Regions from separate parts of the Mus musculus genome. Here region 2 is linked to region 1. The links are chromatin contacts, called in public Hi-C maps. All regions are on one chromosome and are shown on one strand. The core of a region is the stretch at or near the end of the contact, and the rest is flanking DNA. Distances in the headings are between cores, read along the strand shown. Region 1 has its middle 19 kb from the start of Mefv. Region 2 holds the start of Zfp263 (zinc finger protein 263).

The links. Hi-C and Micro-C count contacts between places; a contact is called where the count stands out from the background.
Region 2: a Hi-C map of bone marrow-derived macrophages shows a contact between it and region 1, with 2.0 times the contacts expected there. The contact joins the promoter of Zfp263 here to the enhancer-like site in region 1. A contact is called at or near these places in 3 of 39 promoter capture datasets (the C10 cell line, macrophages and neutrophils), 18 of 484 Hi-C or Micro-C datasets (the Ba/F3 cell line, ECoMG-derived neutrophils, the HPC-7 cell line and 14 more), 10 of 115 datasets of contacts at active chromatin or transcription factors (CD8 T cells, the HPC-7 cell line, bone marrow-derived macrophages and 4 more) and 3 of 9 other capture datasets (adipose tissue, bone marrow-derived macrophages and liver).

Annotation. Positions count from the first base shown.
Region 1 is chr16:3,695,512-3,702,288 of GRCm38.p6, reverse strand. No RefSeq gene overlaps it. Among named protein-coding and RNA genes, the nearest start is that of Mefv, 19 kb to the left of the region's middle. Within about 2 kb of position 2,843, at least 68 of the 459 cell types and tissues checked have an H3K27ac peak or open chromatin away from gene starts, as enhancers often do. A contact at or near this core is called in the Ba/F3 cell line, CD8 T cells, the HPC-7 cell line and 9 more, where this site is marked.
Region 2 is chr16:3,739,683-3,746,459 of GRCm38.p6, reverse strand. It overlaps Zfp263 (zinc finger protein 263), which reads right to left and starts at 2,361. Exons shown (of 6, transcript NM_148924.3): 1 at 1,693-2,361; 2 at 503-683; 3 at 1-38. The coding sequence starts at 2,085.

The DNA.
Region 1 (6,777 bases), core at 1,594-4,093:
GTTCCTCTTGGGACTAGCTCACAATTGCTACTTACAGCTTCTCCTGTGATCACTCTGTCAAATAACCTTACCTCGACATTTATCAACTGCCCTGAGCCCTGTGTTGCCATAACTTCCCACCTTTTTCATATCACCTTCTTTGGTATGGTAAGCTGGTCTTATGTGCGTAAAGTTTTTAAAATTTATTTTATGTAGGTGAGTACACTGTTGCTTTCTTTACCCATGATAGATGGTTGTGAGCTACCATGTGGTTACTGGGATTTGAACTCAGGGCCACTGGAAGAGCAGTCAGTGCTCTTAAGTGCTGAGCCATCTCTCCATTTCCTGGAAAACTGTTTTAAGGCATCTGGGACACATTCTATAGGGGTGCTAAATCCCCTAGATTGCACCCAAGCCATAACCCTTGAGCTCATCTCAGCCCTAGTGCTTTAGTCCATACACCTTGATTCTTTCTGGTACTGAAGTCTACCATTACCTACCTGCCAGTTAGTCAGGAGTTTGCATGCTAGTATTTCTCTTTCCCAAATTGGGGGTGATGCATGGAGAAGAACCCCTACTGGTTCCCATCGTGGACTCAATAGCTGCCTGACATAATAAAAGGACAGTTCAAATCTTGCCCCTCTTGGCTGTTGCAGGAATAACTGGGTGTCACCATCAGAACTGGCCACCTCTCTAACCTTGTAACGTCAAGTTTCCTTCCCAGTTTTTCCAGGACCTCCAGTAGGTGGTTCAAACCTTGTTCATTATTCAGGACAAACTGACACACTGGCTGTAGTGGTACTCCAAAAACAATGGGAACTAGATCTTCTTACAGCTGAGAAAGGTGGCCTTTGCCTCTTCCTCCAAGGGGAATGCTGCTTCTATGTCAACCAATCAGGTATAGTAAAAAACAAAATTCAACAATTTCAAACAGACTTCCAGAAATGTAAAGAACAGCTCAATGCCTCCAATATGGGCCTTTGCGAAACCCCATCTGCCTTTACTGACCCCATTTCTTCTCATTTTTCTGCTTTTACCAATCATACCCTGCCTTATCAATTTCCTCTCTGCAGTTTTCCAATGACAAATTAAAAAACTCTCTAGTCTAACAACTAATCAGTTACTGTTACAGGACCACCAGCCCACTAGCCACAGAGTCTGAGGTGTGAGCCACACACACTGGTGTGTCCTGATGGTGAGGATGACAACACCCCCAGACAGCAGGAAGTGGGCCAAACAGCAGGATGCTCTCCTTCCCGCCTCAGCCTCAGTCATCCCTTTCTAGTTCCTCCTTTTTATAATATACAAAATGGAGGAATGTTAGCAACTAGGCATCTCCACCACCTGCCACAGGGACCAGAGTTAGCAGGATAAGTCATTACTAGATGACAAGCTGGGACACATTCCCACTGTCACCACCACTGGCCGGCCTACAAGCTCCAGGGAGTCCCCAAATTTCTACCTCATCAGCACTGGAATTATGCCTGGCCTTTTAAAAACCAAACCAAACCAAACCAAACCAAACCAATAAAACATGTTTTCTACTGTTCACTCATTTAAGTTCTGTATAGTAAACTTTTGTATGTAAGTGGATACCTTCCAAAAACTTTTGTTGCCTGTTTTCAAAGTCTATATGAAAACTACACAGTTTTCATACTCTATATTTTAAGCCATGGTTAAATGAGTTGGCTACTATTGGTGTTGACACACTTAAAAAGAGAAAAGTTTACTACGTCTACATTGTCATATTTTCTATGACTGGAGGCTGGCATTTCATTCATGGAAGTGTGGTGATATGACAGCTACCCTTAACCTGTGCACTGTGTTTTCTCTGTCATGACCTGCACTAACCCAGTCATGGAGTGCTCAGACTGAGTGATAATTTGCATGGGTGGGTCCCCCGTGATGACTAAAGAGAGGTAACACATAGCCACACATAAGGGCCACTAGCCCTGGAATGCCAGGAGATCCTAGTCACCTGTGTGTGAGATAAGAACAGGCCTGTGGGGTGTGAACAGCTGCCTCTGCTTCTGGAAAACATGCTTGTTGCCATGGGAAAGGGTTGAAATGGTATTTTTACTACAATATAGCAGGAAAGTAAGAAACAACGGAGGACATGAAACAATTCTGCCCAGCTGTGGATTCGTGGAAACACTCCTTTCTGATGTCTGCCTTAAAACCTCACCTTAAACCCCTTGCCATTCTGTATGCTGTCCTGCTCTAAGGCTGCTTCCTCCTGCTGGCAGTAAGATTAGATTCATTTAATCTAAATTTGAAAGTGCCCGAGTCTTTAGTTTCTCCCAGTGGATTTGAATGCCACAACAGAGGATTAAGGGAATCTGTGCCCATGACTTGTCTAACCCTCATCAGTACTTCACTGTAAAGAATAAATAAAGAAATAGAGTTGGTGGGTCACACTTGGTTTCCCGGCACTCAGGAGGCTGAGGTAGGAGACCACCATGACTTACAGGTCAGAAAGGATCACTAGTCTGTGAGAGGCCAAAAACGAATAGAGAAATGAAAACTCTTTTAAAATATGACCGCATTAGTAAACTGGAACCCAAGTGCCGCCCAGCATGCAGGTTCTGCTGATGCCTCAAGGCAGAGAGGACACCGCACTGAACACACCCAGCGGGCATGCCCAGGAGGTCCTGGACTCTCAGGTGTGCTGCCAAGGAAGCCAAGGCCAATCACTCCCACCCCCTCCTCCTGGTGGTCTCCCTGTAGCAGTTTGGAGGGAACTACATTTCCCAGTGAGCACTGGACACTAGATTGGCCGCTCACGGTGATACGCAGGCCCACTAGGGAGGACCAGAACTAGCTTCCTGTTCCTGTTTCTCTAGTGAGTCACAAGTGTGGTTTTTGCCTGTCAGGCCTCCCTTGGGCCCTCAGAGATCTATCAACCAGCAGTCAGCCTCGTCTTTTCAGGCACTGAGTACGTGCTCTAAGAGTTGAGGCTTCCATACTGAAAATGGCTCACGGATGTGATCTCACAGAGGCAGAGACAGTGAGCCTCCCTGAAGAAACCGGGGCTTGATGTCCTTGAAACTGAAGGTGGCAAGTTCCTAGTGATTGCTGACAGTCTTTAATCTTTAAGGGCACTCAGAAGGTCAGGACAAGAGATCCACGCCTAGCTTTCAGGATCATTTTCAGAATCCAGGTTTTAACACTGAAGGCTGTGAATGCCAAAGGCATAGTGTAGTGAAGACAAACAACCAGGCTGGGACGGCTAATGGGAGGGTGACCATCATCCCTTACTGAGATGCTAGAGCAGTTAGGGTATTATGTATACCCCCAAGAGTTCGAAGGTTTACCTTAGGCTGATTAGTGGCTCTGACCCAGTGGGCCTTAGATGTCTCCTGCCTCTGAACAGCGGCAAGAAAGGGTTTTGTGTGGACACCTTCAGCGGTCTCGAGTGTTTCCTCTGCCCTGGAGTCAACTTTTCCTGACGGTACAAAGTGGGAACCCTGGGTTTCTTGTCTTCTAGCCCATTTCTCTTTGTGAAATCATGAAATAAACTACAACTCCTATATTGGATTTGCACTTAATTATTCTTTAAATTTACTTTTCGAGACAGAGTTCCTCTGTAGTCGTGGCTGCCCTGGAACTCATGCTGTAGACCAGGCTGGCCTTGAACTCACAGATATCCACCTGCCTATGCCTCCTGAGTGCTGGGATTAAAGTCTTGTACCGCCACCATCATCACGTGGATATTGCACTTCACATTTTCAAGGAAGATGGTTCTTAACAGTCTGCCAGCTGTCATTCTTCTCCTGTTTGGCTCAGGGCATTCCGTTCAGAGTCTCCTAATCAGAGATCTTCCCTTTCAATTTCGGCATCCTGCCTTAGCAAGCTATCATATCTTTCTGGTTCAGACCTCAAATGTACACAGCACCTAACTTGAGTATTGGCAGTGTACTCATGCCCTACCTAGTCTTGAAGGTAATTTCTAGTTTCTCTGTCTGAGTTCAGGCTATCTGGTGAATTTCCTTCAGTGAAAGAGGTGGCTCCTGAAGCTTCCAGAAAGGAGTGTGATTTTATTTTATTTTATTTTACTTTTGTTATTAAAAATCATGATGACTACAAAAATGGTTCTTTTAGCCACAAAGGTAAAGCAGTTTGAACCATTTGCACCTTTTCTATGTCCACCCCAGGTCCTGAATAATAGCACAGAGACTTATTTATTTAATCATGCCTAGGCCTTAGCTTAGGCTTGTTCTTCTAATTAATTTATATTACACTGCTCTGTGTCTAGTGAATTACCTCTCCTCGGTTTCTGATATCTGACTTTCTCCTCATCTCAGTGGTGGGTCTTCCTGTGTTAGATTCTTTCCCGGAGCTTTGTTCTTTACCCAGAAGTCCTGCCTTCCTATTCTCATTTGCTATAGGCCATAGGCTTTTTATTCTGACCAATCAGAAGGTGCCTTAGACTGGCAAAGAAAGACAGAGACACAACTTCACTCAATGTGCAAAATCACCACTCCCACATACAATAAAAGGCTCTATCTCTAACAACAATAAACTATATACAATAAGAACAATTGTGAAAATTATCAGGTAAGAATTACATTCACAGTGTCCAGTCCATATGTATTTGGCAAACTTGGAAAAAAAGTACTATCTATTTTATCTTGATGAGTTCAAATTTCTCCACTTAAATTATTTTCTAACATAACTTGAATTTGCCAACCTATAAATATCGTTTTAGACTTTAAAATATTACTTAAATTCTAATCAACTTAAAGTTAATTGTGAGACTATAACTAACTAACTAACTAACTAACTAACAAACTAACTAACTAACTATAGTTTTCAACCCCATCAGAGACCTGAGAAAGATAAATACTGACCGAGTAAACAGGAAGTGCAGAGAATGATGGAGGTTGCTGGCTATCTAGGGAGTCAATGTTTCTCTGCTTGTTGAAGTACCATCTTCAGCGTTCTGGCCCAGAATATCTGACAGACTTTTCTGTGAAGCAGATGTTGAAGAACTTGACCATCTTGTCTCAGCAAAGCTCAACAGTCTATTTCCTTTGTCTCCTGCTTGTCCACAGCTTAAACAGCATTCTGTCAGCAGTTGAAGCAAGGGAAGTTTTTTGCCTGGTGAATAGCTTTGCCATTTGCTAGCATTTGAAACAAACCCCATATGGAGGTTCTTTGATGCTTATCATCTTCTTTGAAATAGAATGGGGGTGCTACCAGGAGCAGACATCTCAATGTTTTATTAATAAAACATCATTAATGCCATATTTTGTAGATCTCTGGGGTTTTTGAAGATCACCTATCTATCTATAGTATATCTAAATAGGCAGATATTCAGATATTCAGATTACTTGTTTCTAGTTATCCACTATCTGTTCAACTTTGAAAACACCTACAGGAAGTTAAATAAAGCTTATTTCTGTAATTAACTAAATATCTAAAATGACCATAGGTTTAATGGACTAACTACTAATTTACATCTTTAAATCATCCTAAATTGTTTGTAGCAGCAACTTTCAAGGACTAGAACATCACATTGCATTTTTTATTAGATATTTTCTTTATTTACATTTCAAATGTTATCCCCTTTCCTAGTTTCCCCTCCGAAAATTCCCTATCCTCTCCTGCCTCCCCCTGTTCCCCAACCCACCCACTCCTGCTTCCTGGCATTCCCCTATACTGGGGCATAGAACCTTCACAGGACCAAGGGCCTCCCTCCCATTGATGACCTACTAGGCCATCCTATGCTATCCTATGCAGCTAGAGCCATGAGTCCCTCCATGTGTTTTCTTTGATTGGTGGTTTAGTCCCAGGGAGTTCTGGGGTTACTAGTTAGTTCATATTGTTGCTCCTCCCAGGGGGATGCAAACCCCTTCAGCTCCTTGGGTACTTTCTCTAGCTCCTTCATTGGGGACCATGTGCTCTGTCCAGTGGATGACTGTGAGAATATACTTCTGTATATTCAGCCACTGGCAGAGCCTCTCAGGAGACAGCTATATCAGGTTCCTGTTGGCAAGCTCTTATTGGCATCTGCAATAGAGTCTGGGTTTGGTGGTTGTTATGGGACGGATCCCCAGGTGGGGCAGTTTCTGATGTTCATTCCTTCAGTCTCTGCTCCAAAGCTTCTGTAAAGCAAACCAATAGGGGGCTAATATCCAATATATATAAAAAACTCAGGAAGTTGGACTCCAGAAAACCAAATAACCCTTGCAATCCCAGCTTGCAATCCCACCAGCAATGGAGGAGTGTTCCTCTTTCTCTCCATCCTTGCCAGCATCTGCTGTCACCTGAGTTTTTGATCTTAGCCATTCTGACTGGTGTGAGGTGGAATCTCAGGGTTGTTTTGATTTGTATTTCCCTGATGATTAAGGATGTTGAACATTTCATTAGGTGTTTCTTGGCCATTCAAATTCCTCAGTTGAGAATTCTTTGTTTAGCTCTGTACCCCATTTTTAATAGGGTTATTTGGTTTTCTGGAGTCTAACTTCTTGAGTTCTTTGTATATATTGAATATTAGTCCTTTATCGGATCTAGGATTGGTAAAGATCTTTTCCCAATCTGTTGGTTGCCATTTTGCGCTATTGACAGTGTCTTTTGCCTTACAGAAACTCTGCAATTTTATGAGGTCTCATGTGTTGATTCTTGATCTTAGAGCATAAGCCACTGGTGTCCTGTTCAGGAAAATTTTCTCTGTACCCAAGTATTTGAGGCTTTTTCCCACTTTATCTTCTATTAGATTCAGTGTATCTGAGTTAATGTGGAGGTCCTTGGATACTGTTTCTGTGTCCTTGGGTTAGCCTGGCTAAGGGTCTCACA
Region 2 (6,777 bases), core at 1,112-3,611, 45 kb before region 1:
TTCAGGAGGGAAGAGAGAGAGCCAGGGAGCGGATAATGCTAAAGATAACAGAAATTATAATGAGAACAGTAACACCAAATCTTAGCAGCCCAGATTATAAGACAATATGCATTCCCCAACTGCAAGTCTCAGCTTTTAGGATTGACAGTAAACAAAAAGTAGCAAAGGTGTGCTAAGGTGATCTAAAGTAACAGGGTTATAGTAAAGGCATGTGAGCCATCCTCCATCCTGGCCGACAGGGTTCTAACCATACACCCCACATCAATCAGCTAACTAGAATTTGCCTGTTCTGTACACAGAATGGCTTTACTAAGAGCTTCCCCTTTCCTCCCATCCAACCTTTACAGAATTCATACCACCACTTTTAGGTTTTTCAGAACACAACTGAGAACTTTAACTTCAGAAATTCTTTCTCCTTGGCACCTGTACCACATTCTGCTAGGGTGAGTGGCAATCCCAGAGCCCCTCCTCCCTCCCACCTGCCCAGATAACTGTTCCTCACCCCTCTCCTTTACAGCCTGGGAGTCCCTTTGGGGGCTGGGGTCTAGCAGCTCCTGCAGCCTGGGGCCAGGGCTTCGCTCAGTCTCCATTGGCTCCAGCTTGAAGCTCGGTGACTCTCCTGCTGTTTCCAGTGGCAAAGGCTCCTCCAAAAGCACTTCTGCTCCCCGCCCTTGGTTTGTGACCTGGGAACCAACCCACATCACTCATCATCACAACGGGGCTGACAGAATTGGAAATTAGTACAGGATTCTTAGGACACACCCTCAACAGAGAACCACAGACTATCCCTTTGGTCTTGGCCAAGAAGATGTTTTATGCTAAGGGCTTTTTAGGTGGTAGCAGAAAATGGGGGAGGGATGGAGCAAGAAAACTGAGGGTCCACTCTCAATGCACACTTTCTCAACATATTCCATTGATACTCCTCACTTCTGCTCGATCACACTCACCTGTTCTAGATGCTTCCACGTTTCACTACTAGATAAGGTGAACTTATCAGGCTGCGACCATAGCCCCTCGGTGCTTAGCTGTTTTTCAGAGTTCAATTAGCAGAGATCCAGTTCTGTATTGCAAACTATTGACTAAGATATGCTGGGTGTTATCCACTAAATATAGGCCTGGGATAGTGGCACATGCCTGTGGGAATCAGCAGTGGGGAGGCTGAAGCAGGAGGATTGCCTCGAGTTTAAGCCTGGGCTACATATCTAGACTCTGCCTGTAACCCTAGAACTCGGAATTTGGGGAGACTGAAGGTGGAGGACCACCACTGTTCTGCAGCCAAGCTCAACTACACACTGAGTCAGTTAGCTTGAGCTACGTAAGACTTTGTCACAAAACAAACCCCTCAAAGCAGTGGCAGTAGGTGTCATCCAAACGACATACTTTTCTCCAAGTCCTCAAAATTATTCCCAGACAGTGCTTTAGCCAACAGAAAAACAGGACGAAACAGATTAAGTAGTCTGCCCAAAGTCACGAGGCCTGTGAGAAGCTTTCTAACTACATAACTAAATACTGGTGGAAGTGCTCCTCACTTCCTACTGTCGTCATATGGGAACAATCTGGAAGGAAAGGATAAGCTACAAAAAAATCCCTCTCCTTCCTGTAAAGTGTACTCAGGACGATCAAGTATATTCGACTACAGAAGAGGCTAGCACAATGACTTCCGGGCCAAACCACGGGTAAAACAGCTGTCACCTGTTGCCTCAGTTTCCCAAGTTCTTTCTGCATACGCTCCACAAGAGTGACTGCTTCTTCGCCGCTCTCTGGGCGCAGCTCCTGCACCCTGCTCTGAATCTCCTGGGGAAGGATAGTCAAGAACTGCTCCAGCACCAACAGCTCCAGGATCTGTTCCTTGGTGCGCATCTCCGGCCGCAGCCACCCGCGGCAAAGCTCCTGAAGCCGGCTAAGGGCCTCCCGGGGACCCGGGGCGTCCTGAAAGCGGAACCGTCGAAATCGCAGATGGGAGGCCTCCGGGCTGGGCTCTGGCTCAGGCGGGGGTACCTCGTGGCTCCAGGCACAGTCCTCCTCCAGTTTCACTATGAGGAGCCCTTCTGGCTCCTGCGAGCTTGGGCCCGCAGCCATAGTCATGCCCCGACACCAGCCTAGGTCCCGACACCAGCTACGTCCGCCTTGAGAGACGCCCTGGGTTCTGTACAGCAGTAGGCCACGGCTGCAGCAACCGAGAGACTCCGGGCTCCAAATCCCGCCGGAGGAACCCAGGTCACAATCTCAGCAATATCAGGCCTGCAGCGTCGCCACCTGACCGGCTTCTCAGGCCCGCACAGAACTTAAGTCGCAGGGCCCGGGTCGCAAGCCTCAGCACGCGAGTTAGGCGTCATAAGCCAACGGCCGCTAGTCAGGACGGACTTCCGGTTCACGTTTCCCTTGCGCTGTCTCCCATTGGGTCGGGTCTCACCACGTACTCACGGTCCACCCAGGACAAGGAAAATTTGCATAAAAGAGCGGGAGGGGAACAAGTCGGATGGGGATGAGGGGCGGGGCTACGCAATGGGCGGGGCCTCCAGGTGGGGAAGCGGTAGGGGTGGGAATCCCTGGGCGGATGTGACCCGGGGACAACCTGGCTCAGATTTGCATAGGAAAGTTTGCCAAAAGGTAAGTTCTTCAGCCACGCTTGAACCAGAGTCCAGAGGCGCTAGAGTGTCATGTCGGGGCCCAGAAGCTTAACAAAGAAAACCTTTCCGAAGGCCGATCCCAACACTCCGGAGACCTACAACCGGAAATAGACTGTGCTTCCAGGGCTCGAGCTGCCTGGGGCTGGTGGGAAATGTAGTCCATGGCGCGCCCTTGTTATTGCGCCTGCACTGTGGCTTGAGCAGGTCTAAATGGATTGTCGAGCTACGATAAACATACCCGTGCCCGAGCTTTTGCCTCCCTGTGAGCGATGGTCCCTAGTCCTCCATCTTTAGGTGGCTGGTCGACCCAGAAGAACGCTCTGGGTATGAACTGCTCTTGCCATCTCCCAGAGCAGGTCTAAGGATTAGCATAATCATCGGCTCTGACTATTTTCCTGAAGGTTGAAGAAAAGGAAACACCAAGGCGGACTTCCTTATTTTTTGAAGAGAGAATAGCCCAGGCCTGAGACTGCAGCTGTCACAGACAGGTGGTGGAGTCTGCAGATTCTAGGAGTGTGTCACGAAAACCCGTAATCACTTATTGGACACATGCTTACATTGTTGTCTATTCATTGCAACTCAAGAGGCAGGGAAAGCCTTCCTTGCTCTGGTCTCCCTTTGTGAACTTTTTATACTTTGTAAGACCTTGAGGCAGGAAAATGGCCACCAGGAGCTCCAGCAGCCAGGTCCCTCCCACCTCTGACTTCCTTAATGGTCCCTAACCCTAATAGTTGTTTAATAATAGCTGTTACTGTCATTCCCTGGCCCGAGGAGGAAGAGTAGCCTGGCCCCACCCTACAAGACAAAAAGATAAAAATAAATAAATCCCACCAACCCTGAACAGAAAAACCCACTAATCCTGGAGCTTGGTATAGAAACCCTTCAAGCCCTGAGCAAACTCATCAGTCTCTGATCTCCTTCAAGCTCAGTGAAATTCTACCAATCCTCACCCTGGAAAGCTGTGGTGGGAAGATTAAGAAATCTTGTATAAACCCTGCCTACCACTCAGTTCCCTGCTTTCTTTCCTGAGCTGAGAATGATGTTCTGGATTTTTCCTTCCCAATGAGTCTCTTGAATGAGGTTTGTCGTGCGGCACGACTTTTGGTTCCCGATTGCCAGGGTATCTTTCCCTTCAGAGCTTCAGCATTCATACATGAAATAGAACTTTGAAGATATGGTATGAAGTAAGTCCTGTGGTTATGGCATGGAGTGCCGTCGTGAGGTCCCAATATAACTCAAATACCAGGTCAATGCAGATGCCAAAAATTTATTGTAATCAAGCTGCTACTGATTGATCAGGGCTGTAGAACAGACTCATGAGCTGAACTGTGACCTTGAGGGGATGCTGTGCAGCATATTTAAAGGAAACAATAAAGCAAGGGGGTTGGGCTGGGCTGGGCTGGGTGGTAGCATTGTCCAATCATTTTGACAAAAGGGGTTGAGAAAGGGAGTTTCCATCAATCAGGATGGAAGTTGGGGCCTGGGCCTGGGAACATGAACTTAATTTGATCCTGCCAGCAAGATAGAGAAGTTGTCCTTGAGATGTCTTGACTCAGACAACTTAAAAGTTGTCCCTGAGATGTCAGGACTCAGACAACTGTTTCTTTATAATAGAAGCTGTTTAACTATTGGGAAGTCCTCAGCTCCACGAGAGCCTGGGACCTTGAATTTAGGTCCTATGACCTAAAAAGAAAATGGTAGTATTTAGAATAAGTTTCTTTTGCTTGTTCCCAATAGTGCCAGTTAAGTCGATGGCCTAAGTTCATACAGCTAACCTGTAGCAAAGCTTAGGCTGTGGAAATAAAAATGGTCTGTTTTGGATGACTGTGTGTAGTTTCATCACAGGTACAAAAGCCCACAGGCTGCCATGGCAAATGCCTATTTATCTAGACACTAGGTAGCACATGGGCTGGTATAGGTTCATTCAGAAAAAGCTGGCTAAGACTTGGGAGGTTGGGTTGGGGAGATGACTCCGCAGTTATGAGCAGTAGCTGACCTCCCAGGGGACCTGGGTGGGTTCTGTTCCCAGCAACAGAAGGTGGCTCACAGCCTTCTGTAGCTTCAAATCCAGGGGATCTAGCATTCTCTATTGGTCCCCAAGGGCATCCATCCATGCCAGGTATCCTATATGCAGTTGTAGTCCAAATTGAATAGTTAATGACCTGATGGGCTGAGAAACTCCGGAAAGTTGACTTGGCTGTTAGGATCCTGGAAGCTTCTCCTATGATCCTCCTTTTGGTATTTACCACTTTCAGACTGCAGGTAGAACTGGCCTGCAGATGGAATCTTCCATCCTTACAGTGCAAAACGCCCAAATCCCCAATGCCATGGAGCACAGTCTCCACTAGTGAGGAGAAACTCCTGGTTTTCAACTGTTCTGATTCAAGGACGATTCTGCTTTCGTTGAGGTCGGTCTCCTCTTCCTTTTTTTCCTGTACTGCCTCATTTCTGGTCTAGCAAAAACACTCATATACATAAAAACAAATCTTGTTATAAAAAGATTTGTGAAGCCAAGCATCCCCTGTGATCATCTTCTTGTAGTTTGGACATTCCTGTCTCAGGGACTGTAGACTGACGCTGAAGCCCCTTTTCCTACCAGTGTGCACGAGGTGCTCTCAGACAGTTTATCTGATCTCACTAAGATTTCCCTGCTGGTCTGGAGTAACATTTTACCAGTTCTTACAATGGGGGGTGAGGAACTAAACAAAGTACCAACGGATGCTCTGCACACATTGTGAGCTTGAATCAGGACCAAAAGATGGGAAACTGAGGGGCCATAGAAGGGGAGAAGTTCTCAAATCAGGATCTGGCTGGAAGTCAGAAAATTCAACACAGCTAATAAAAACAAAATTTACAGAAGCTGGCCATGGCCACATGCCTGTAACTCATCCTAACATTCGGAAAACCTGAACAGGAGGATCAGAAGCTCAGCCTGAGCTGTAAAAGGCCTTGTCCAAAACCAAATGCACCACCATGTGTTGTATGCTTATTTTTAAAGTTTTGCTTAATCTATTCTACTGTAAATTATGTTGTTTGAACAAATTAACTTAGAAAACCATAAAATCATATATAGCTGTCATCAAAACCCTGTACAGTTCTCTTGAGATGCTCATACCCATGTCTTGGGTGCATAGTCTTGTCTTTTTATTTCCAATTCTTTACCTGAAACATTAAAAAGAGATGCTTTATTGTACATGTTACTCTTAGCCACAACTGAGAACAGAACTTGTACTGGAATTCTAGTAGAGTCATCATACCCAGAGTAAACATTTAGAGCGGAATAGTGGTTTTTCGGTGTCTAGGGGAGACATCAGAGTGAATGGTTGTTTTCTAGAAGTACTTTGACCTTGAATAAATCACTGAAGTAAGGAGTGTTTTCTGTTATCTATAGAGTTGTTTTTCTGAAGGAGCTTTCCAGCCTTTGCATGACTTTGGTCACATGACTGTCCTGGCACACCTGGAATGTCTTACACTATTTATTGCTGCAGACAGTAAGAACTAAAGTCGTAGGGCCGTATCTTTTTCTTCAGGAAACTTATAGGTTAGGGGCTTTGGTATGAGGGACTTGTTTTACCCCCCAAACCATTTATGTAGTAATAAATATGTTTCTGTACAGATGTTCGAGGTTCAGTTCGTCGTGGCTGCTCCCTGCTGCCTGACCCTGATTATATTCTCCTCCTTCCGTCTCCCTGTGTAACTCAGAATACTGATGAGAGTTACACTGGGATGCAGTAGTCCCGTTTGGGTTGTCGGCACAGCAGGCCTCCCAGAGGTGGCGGTAGTCATCAGAAGGTGGACATCGCAGATCCACTGAGCGGAAATGTCAGTGACATCGTTCAGCCTGACACTTCCTGCCAATGCCACCCTCTCAGCATCCCTTGCTTTTTTTCTTCCAGCACCGAGCATTCCTTATTTCTGCTCCTCTAGCTTCCCTGGATTCCCTGTTGTCTCCTCTTCTCTTTTGCTTCAGCCTGCACAATCACTTCTTTCTTCACTTTGCTGTCATGCCACAGGTTAAAAAAGGATCATGGTGTCGGGAGTGGTGGCACACGCCTTTAATCCCAGCACTTGGGAAGCAGAGGCAGGCGGATTTCTGAGTTCTAGGCCAGCCTGGTCTACAAAGTGAGTTCCAGGACAGCCAGGGCTA